Regions from separate parts of the Mus musculus genome. Here region 1 is linked to region 2. A link is a contact called in public HiChIP or PLAC-seq data. All regions are on one chromosome and are shown on one strand. Each heading gives the region's core, a stretch centred on a gene start, on an enhancer-like site or on the middle of the called end of the contact. The rest is flanking DNA. Distances are from core to core; before and after follow the strand shown.

The links. HiChIP or PLAC-seq counts read pairs in DNA pulled down with a chosen protein or histone mark.
Region 1: a contact with region 2 is called in an H3K4me3 HiChIP or PLAC-seq map of bone marrow-derived macrophages, with 4 times the contacts expected there. The contact joins two enhancer-like sites. A contact is called at or near these places in 1 of 39 promoter capture datasets (embryonic stem cells), 2 of 115 datasets of contacts at active chromatin or transcription factors (bone marrow-derived dendritic cells and bone marrow-derived macrophages) and 1 of 9 other capture datasets (macrophages).

The regions. Positions count from the first base shown.
Region 1 is chr10:88,348,482-88,351,778 of GRCm38.p6, forward strand. The region is part of intron 1 of Dram1 (DNA-damage regulated autophagy modulator 1); the gene reads right to left. Among named protein-coding and RNA genes, the nearest start is that of Dram1, 6.9 kb to the right of the region's middle. Within about 2 kb of position 1,535, at least 35 of the 459 cell types and tissues checked have an H3K27ac peak or open chromatin away from gene starts, as enhancers often do. A contact at or near this core is called in bone marrow-derived macrophages, where this site is marked.
Region 2 is chr10:87,751,745-87,755,047 of GRCm38.p6, forward strand. No RefSeq gene overlaps it. Among named protein-coding and RNA genes, the nearest start is that of Gm30073, 45 kb to the right of the region's middle. Within about 2 kb of position 1,922, at least 10 of the 459 cell types and tissues checked have an H3K27ac peak or open chromatin away from gene starts, as enhancers often do. A contact at or near this core is called in bone marrow-derived macrophages, where this site is marked.

The DNA.
Region 1 (3,297 bases), core at 285-2,784, 600 kb after region 2:
GAAAAGAAAAGTGAAAAAGAAAAGAAAAGAACTTCGTAAATCTGTCAGGTCTCTGATATCATATATTATATGGCAAGTAAATGTTGAGAAACGCATTCCACCTTTTGTGCAAGGGGAAGTCAAGAAAACTTATGGGTAAGTTTTTTTTATTTTCCTGTTCAAACTCAAATCTAATGATACCATCACACAAGGTCAGAGGGAGAGAAGCTGACCACCCATAGCTATCGCCATATATACTGAATCGGGGATTCAACCAAGCAAGAATCCAAAACACATTTTGAAATGCATGTGTACTGAATACCCTTGTCGCTATCCCCTAAACAATATTGTTCACGGGCTTTTTTCATAGTGTTTACCTTGTATCCTAAGTAATGTAGAGATGACTTAAAGTATACAGGATGCTGTGTGGGGTTGTAGGCAAACCCCAACACATTGAGCAGCCACTGACTTCAGTATCCTCAGATTCTTGCAACCTGAGGCTGTCTAGGAACCAGTCCTTCACAGATACTGAGGGATGTATTTGGGCGACATAGGTATATCTGGGTGCCTGATTCAAGAAACTGGGAATGTGAGAAGGCAGACCAGTTGCTTTCCAATCTAGCTGAGACCCACCTTTCTTATTCCCAAGCACTTCATTCTTTCATCACATGGCTTCCCAGAATGCTTGGTCCTGCCCTGGCCTCATCCACTTTACTGGTCTTCTTAAGGAGATATTCATGGTAGCAGCTGGATGAGAGTAAATAATGTTTCCTTTGCCCATGGTTTAGAAGCTGTTGAAGCCATCATACACACAGTAATTCCAAAACAAGGTGTAACTGGGAAATCAATTATGAGCACATTTCCTGTGTTTACATTTATATATGTTAAGCCAACTTTGGATGATTCCAAGAAATCTGAGGAACATACTCCAAACTAAATTTTTGCTAAGGCAGTGAACAATCACTTAATGCTGGAACAATACAAAGAACACATGCATGACTTTCCTAAGCATGGCCAAATGATTCTTTATCAGCAGATACATGTGATTTCCCATTATCTAAAGCCAGGGCTGATGGCTCAGTTGGGAGTGTAGATGCCCAGCACAAGGTGTATCATTCGTGTTCAGACTGAGGCTTATAAGTCTAAGGCCAGGTTCAGTGAGAGACTGTGTCTCAATGGAATAAGGCCTCTGGGTATATACACTGGCATTCACTGGCGTAGGCACCATATATGATAAATAACTAAATAAATATAAAAATAAAGGCAGTGGAGGAGTGGCTAAGAAAGACAGCTTGTGCCTGTAAATCCCAACACGGAGGCGCTAAAGCAGGAGGATCCGGAGTTAGAGGCCAGCCTAGGGAATTCTGTCTGCTTCCAAAAAGGCAAAAACTCCTGCCAGGACTGGGTTAGCTGTTAACGTTCAACCTTTCATCTCAACTTGAAAACAGGAGAGCTACACTTTAAAGACCTCTTGACATTTCAGTCTTTCGAGAACACACTAAAGAGCTGTCGTAAGCCGAACTCCTCAACAATGGCTCCAGAAGAGCCCGGAAAAACTCTAACCGCAAGCATGTAAGGCTGTGCTTGCAGGACAATGGGGAAATGCTTAAGGAGGCATTGTATAAGCCAGCAGGGGAGAGTTCCTAACCACGTCCATTGGTCGATTGAAATTAGTTTTAGATAGTTGTAAATGTTCAGCCTGTCTTCCTACTTGTAAAGCCTTGGGCAAGTCACTTTTTAAAGAATTCTCTCTCTCTCTCTCTCTCTCTCTCTCTCCCTCTCTCTCTCTCCCTCTCTCTCTCTCCCTCTCTCTCTCTCTCCCTCTCTCTCTCTCCCTCTCTCTCTCTCTCTCCCTCTCTCTCTCCCTCCCACCCCCCTCTCTCCCTCAAGTAACAATACTAACTACTTTGTGTTGGGTCTTTTGTTTTTATTTTGAAAGCTGTGTCTCATTCTGTAACCCTGTCTCAATAGGCTTTCACTATAGAGACTAGGCTGGCCTTGAACTGACAGTAATCCACCTCCCCCTGCCTCTCATGTGCTGAGATTATAAGTACAAGCCACCACACTCAATTTTTCCTTAAGACAGGCTCGTGCTATGTAGCCTAGGCCGGCTTCAGATTCACAGGGATTCACCTGCCTGTGCCTCCCCAGCGCTGTGATGAAAGACATTAAGCCGCATCCTGCCGTGTTTTTGATTTTGAAATTAAAAACCGGATCAACCTTTTTATGTCATTTACTCTGCAACTCTGGATCCCACTTTAAAGTGTCTGAATTCTACAGGTAGCCCAATTTTCTGCCACTTGTTTATTGAGCAGGAATTAGGGTCATGAGGAACAACATAGGTGGTTAAATGCTGCATAATCTATTGAGCAAAACCAGACTCCTCGTAAACAGTCCTTACAAAAGGCCTGGCTGGGACCCAGAACCAACAAAACTGTGGAGTTTTGGTGTGGAGGATCATGTGTGAGATACAAGCACACTTCCAAGGTAGGGCACCCTTTAAGAAGGTAGCCTAGAGGTTGTGGATGGAAGCCCATATGGATAAACTGATACCCCAGAACCTAGAGAAGGAAAAGACACGCTCCAAATTAAGCCTGGTTGGCTGTGCTTGAGAATGTGGGTGTGGCCTAATCCCGTGAGGGTGGCTTTTATTTATTCTTGGTTTTGATGCGCTCGCATTAAATGGGCTCACAATGCACACACACACACACACACACACACGCATGTTATATGACTCCAACGTTCTACAAGTAGCTGGTGTCTGATTTCATGTTGTAAATTTAAGAGTAGGGTAGAGAGCCAATTTGTTTAAAATATTAAAAACACAGGGGGAAAATATGCCAGTAATATTTTTATAATGTCTTACTGACCTCAGTGGCCCTCTGCAACAAACATTTTTTATGAGTCTCTTTATTTGAGAGGCTGGTGATTACTCTAGGACCTGGTGCATGCTAACATTTCCTTTTTTTGTTTTCTTTTCTTGAGACAGTGTCTCAAGTATGTTGTCCTGTCAGTCCTGCCGCTTGCTATGTAAACCAGGCTGGCCTTGAACTCACAAGCTGAAGTCTTCCTATCTATCTCAGGTCCCCCCTCAGACCTGAATCAGTATCTTGCCTCTGCCCCTGGAGTGCGGAGATAAAGTACCACACTAGCATATCCAGCTTCCGATTAATCTTCAGGCAAGCTGATACAAGTGTGTATTCTTTCTCTCCATTGTTGCTAACTAAAAATAGCAAGCTTTGTTGCACATCTTGCTTTTAGCCCACATAATAAAGTATCCTGGAGATTTAAGAGCCTCGGGGATACTAGGCTTCAAAG
Region 2 (3,303 bases), core at 672-3,171:
TTTTAGTCTGCAATCTACAAGAACCATCAGACTTCGGATACTAGGAAGTTCTGCAGGTCACTTTACATTAAGCCTCAGATCTGTTCACTGATAATGTATTTGTCTACTGAGGTTATACCTCTGCTATCAGATTAGAATTTCCAGAAAGACAAAGATTGGGATTTCCCTTCATAATAAAGGGCTGGTTCTGGTACGAGACCAGGAAATGTAGTGTGTGAGAAATGTGTTTAGTTGCTTACTGATTCTCTGACCATGCACAGTTTTGTAAGAAGATACACGATTCACTCATGCTTTCACATTTAAGAAATTAAGTTTAGGGGTTGGTTGAACATCCTCAGTGGACATGATCCCTATTTGGGGTGGGTGGAGTGGCATAGCTCTGAGATCCCAGTTGTGGTTCATACTATGTGCTTGCTCTTGAATAACTACAGATCTAAAGCTAAGTCAAAACATAACATGTGGGAATTGAGCACAGCGGCCAATTTCTAGTTTCTATCTGTCAGATTTTGGAACACTACACCATGAGAACATAAGCTCTGAACTCCCCAAAGAAGCCTAGAGGATCACCAAGCTAATCAACAAAGCAGAACTGGCTTGGTGCATAGAAGGGGATACATCCTGGGGAATTTGCCTGAATATATGGAGTAAGCAGCTCTGCTGCTTTCAAAGAGGCCAAGGGAAACAAATAGGGCTGGATTTGGGGTTATATGAAATGAGACCATGTCAGAGACATAAATCACTGGGGAAATGTTTCAAATCCAAGGTAAACCGTCACCAACTGTTCTCTGTCTGGACAGCTCACCCTCCAGGAGATCTGTATTTACTCAAGGGCAAATGAAGACCAAGGTCAGACACAGGACCTGGAATTAAATCTTTAAATCACAGCTTGCTCCAAACCTAAGCTAAGTATTAGAATCAAGGCAAATACAAGTCTCCTATCTGAAATATGTCAGCCTTGAGTAGAACAAATTAAGTTCACTGAAATAATATAAAACTTAGTTTTAAACAACTTCGTTTTAGACTGAATGGAACCTTCACTTTGAAATGTGAAGAGGGTCCTACATGGATGGAATCCACTTGCCAACACCAAACTGACACTGAGCAATGTTCAAAATCGGTAGGATACACAAAGACCTTTTGTATGCATCGCCTAATTTGACCCTCTCAGCTACCTTGTGAAAGTAGGTTGCTGTCTCAACTGCAGCATCCTGAATCCACAAGAGGTTAAAGAGTTTCAAAACTTTACTAGCGAACAAAGGGTGGTGCAAGCAAGCATAGTCACCAAGTAAATGCAAGTTTAGTGCTCTTGCTGATGGGTGTGGAATACAGTTGGCAAAATGGAAGGAATATAACTAGGACGCATAGCCTCAAGGAATATCAATGAGGATGATAATAAATATTTAAATGTAAGAAACTCTCAAGATGTCCAAAAATTATATTTTTCCAATGGCATTAAAATATGAGAAAAAAACATATGTGATGCTGAATTAAGGATTCCAAGATGTGATATAAAAGAAATAACCTTCTTCGAACCCATAACCTAAAGCAATATATATTGACATAGGATGAATATAACCCTGCCGATATACTTTTATTTTTAATCTTGCAGATTTACAAATAGTTTAGAAAGATGTGAGGTGACATGGGTGTGACATTGCCAAGCTGAAGTTCAAATCAGTTTCATTGCCTCATGGAGCTTTATGATCGGGAGCGGTAGGAAGAAAGCCAGGTTTTGGGTGTGACACTTGTGACATCTTCCAAGGTTTCTTGGTAGGAGTCTCTAAGGAGTGGAGAAATCATTTGTTGCATGATGTGAGCCATAGTTTAAGTTACTCTTTGGGGAACTTTAAACCAGTAGATCTTCATGTTGATATATGTGTGACTACTAAACACACTGCAATAAAAATAGAATTCTGGGTAACAGAGAAGGAAGTGAAAATGCCACATCAGGCATTTTATATGTATTACCTAAAGCTGGACACAACATGTCAAGACTAAATGGAATTTTCTAAACGATTTTGGGAATTCCCCATGCTTTATGAGCCATGTTAGACTTGAAAGAGGCTCTTTCTGTCTTATGACCTTCAGGACTCCCAGGAAACCTGTCTCAGTCTCAGCATCAGCTCTACCAAGGACCAGAGGGATGGAAACTCTGCCTGGGTCATGGGAATGTAGAATCAGCTGTGTTAGAAAAAGCACAAAACACTGGTTAAATAGGGGGGATATGAAGGAAGGCTTTCTTCCAACCTGAAGACAAATGATGATTTAAATCTAGCAGTTAAGTATGTATTATGTGAAAATGCTGGCTTTATCAGGCATGTTCTTCCAGACTCTTATCCCGTGGTGAAATAAATCTGAGAAATTCTGAATATTAAATAGTCCTTCTAAAGACTCACAACAGACATCAACACAGTGTTGTCTAATACAGTGTTGTTTAGGTCCTACAATGTACAGAGACACCTATCTCATTTTAACATTTAAGTTGGCAGAATGGGCTTCAAATCTGGTAAATCTTGAAGTCTGTATTCTTAACTGTGCTGACATATTCCATTTTTTTTTTACTTTTTATTGAAAATATTCTTTTCTCATACAGCATATCCTAATCATAGTTTCCCTTTCCTCTATTCCTTCCAGTTTCTCCTCACCTCTCCTCCCATCCTGATCCACTCCCTCTCTGTCATGAGAAAAGACAGACTTCAAAGAGATAACAACCAGACCTGATGAAATAATCTGTAATGAGATGAAGCAAAAACTATCATATTGAAGGTGGAGAAGGCAATCCAATAGGAGGGGCAGAGCCCCAAAAGCAGACACAAGAGTCAGAGACTCACTCATTCTCATAGTCAGGAGTCCCTTAAAAATCCTAAGCTAATAGCTATAATATATACAGAGGATCTGGTGCAGAGCCATGTAGGCACTGTGACTGCTGTCTCTGTGAGCTCATATGCACCTTGCTTAGTTGATTCAGAGGGTCTTATTCTCCTGGTATCCTCCAGTCCCTCTGGCTCTCACAATTTTTTCTGCTTCCTCTTCCAAGGGATTTCCTAAGCTCTGAGGGGGGAGGATTTAATGGAAACCTCCCATTTAGACTCTCCACTCATAATTTCTGGCTGTGGGTCTCTGCATCTGTTCCACTCTTCTGTCAGAGGAAGATTCTCTGATGATGACTGAATAAGGCACTGATCTCTGAGTATAGCAGAAAATCAGTAAGAGGCATTTTATTGATTTTTAAGACTAGTAGTGTTTGGTTTTCCATGGGCTATCTAGTTTCTGGTTTCTGAGGTAGAGGGAGAGAATATAGGA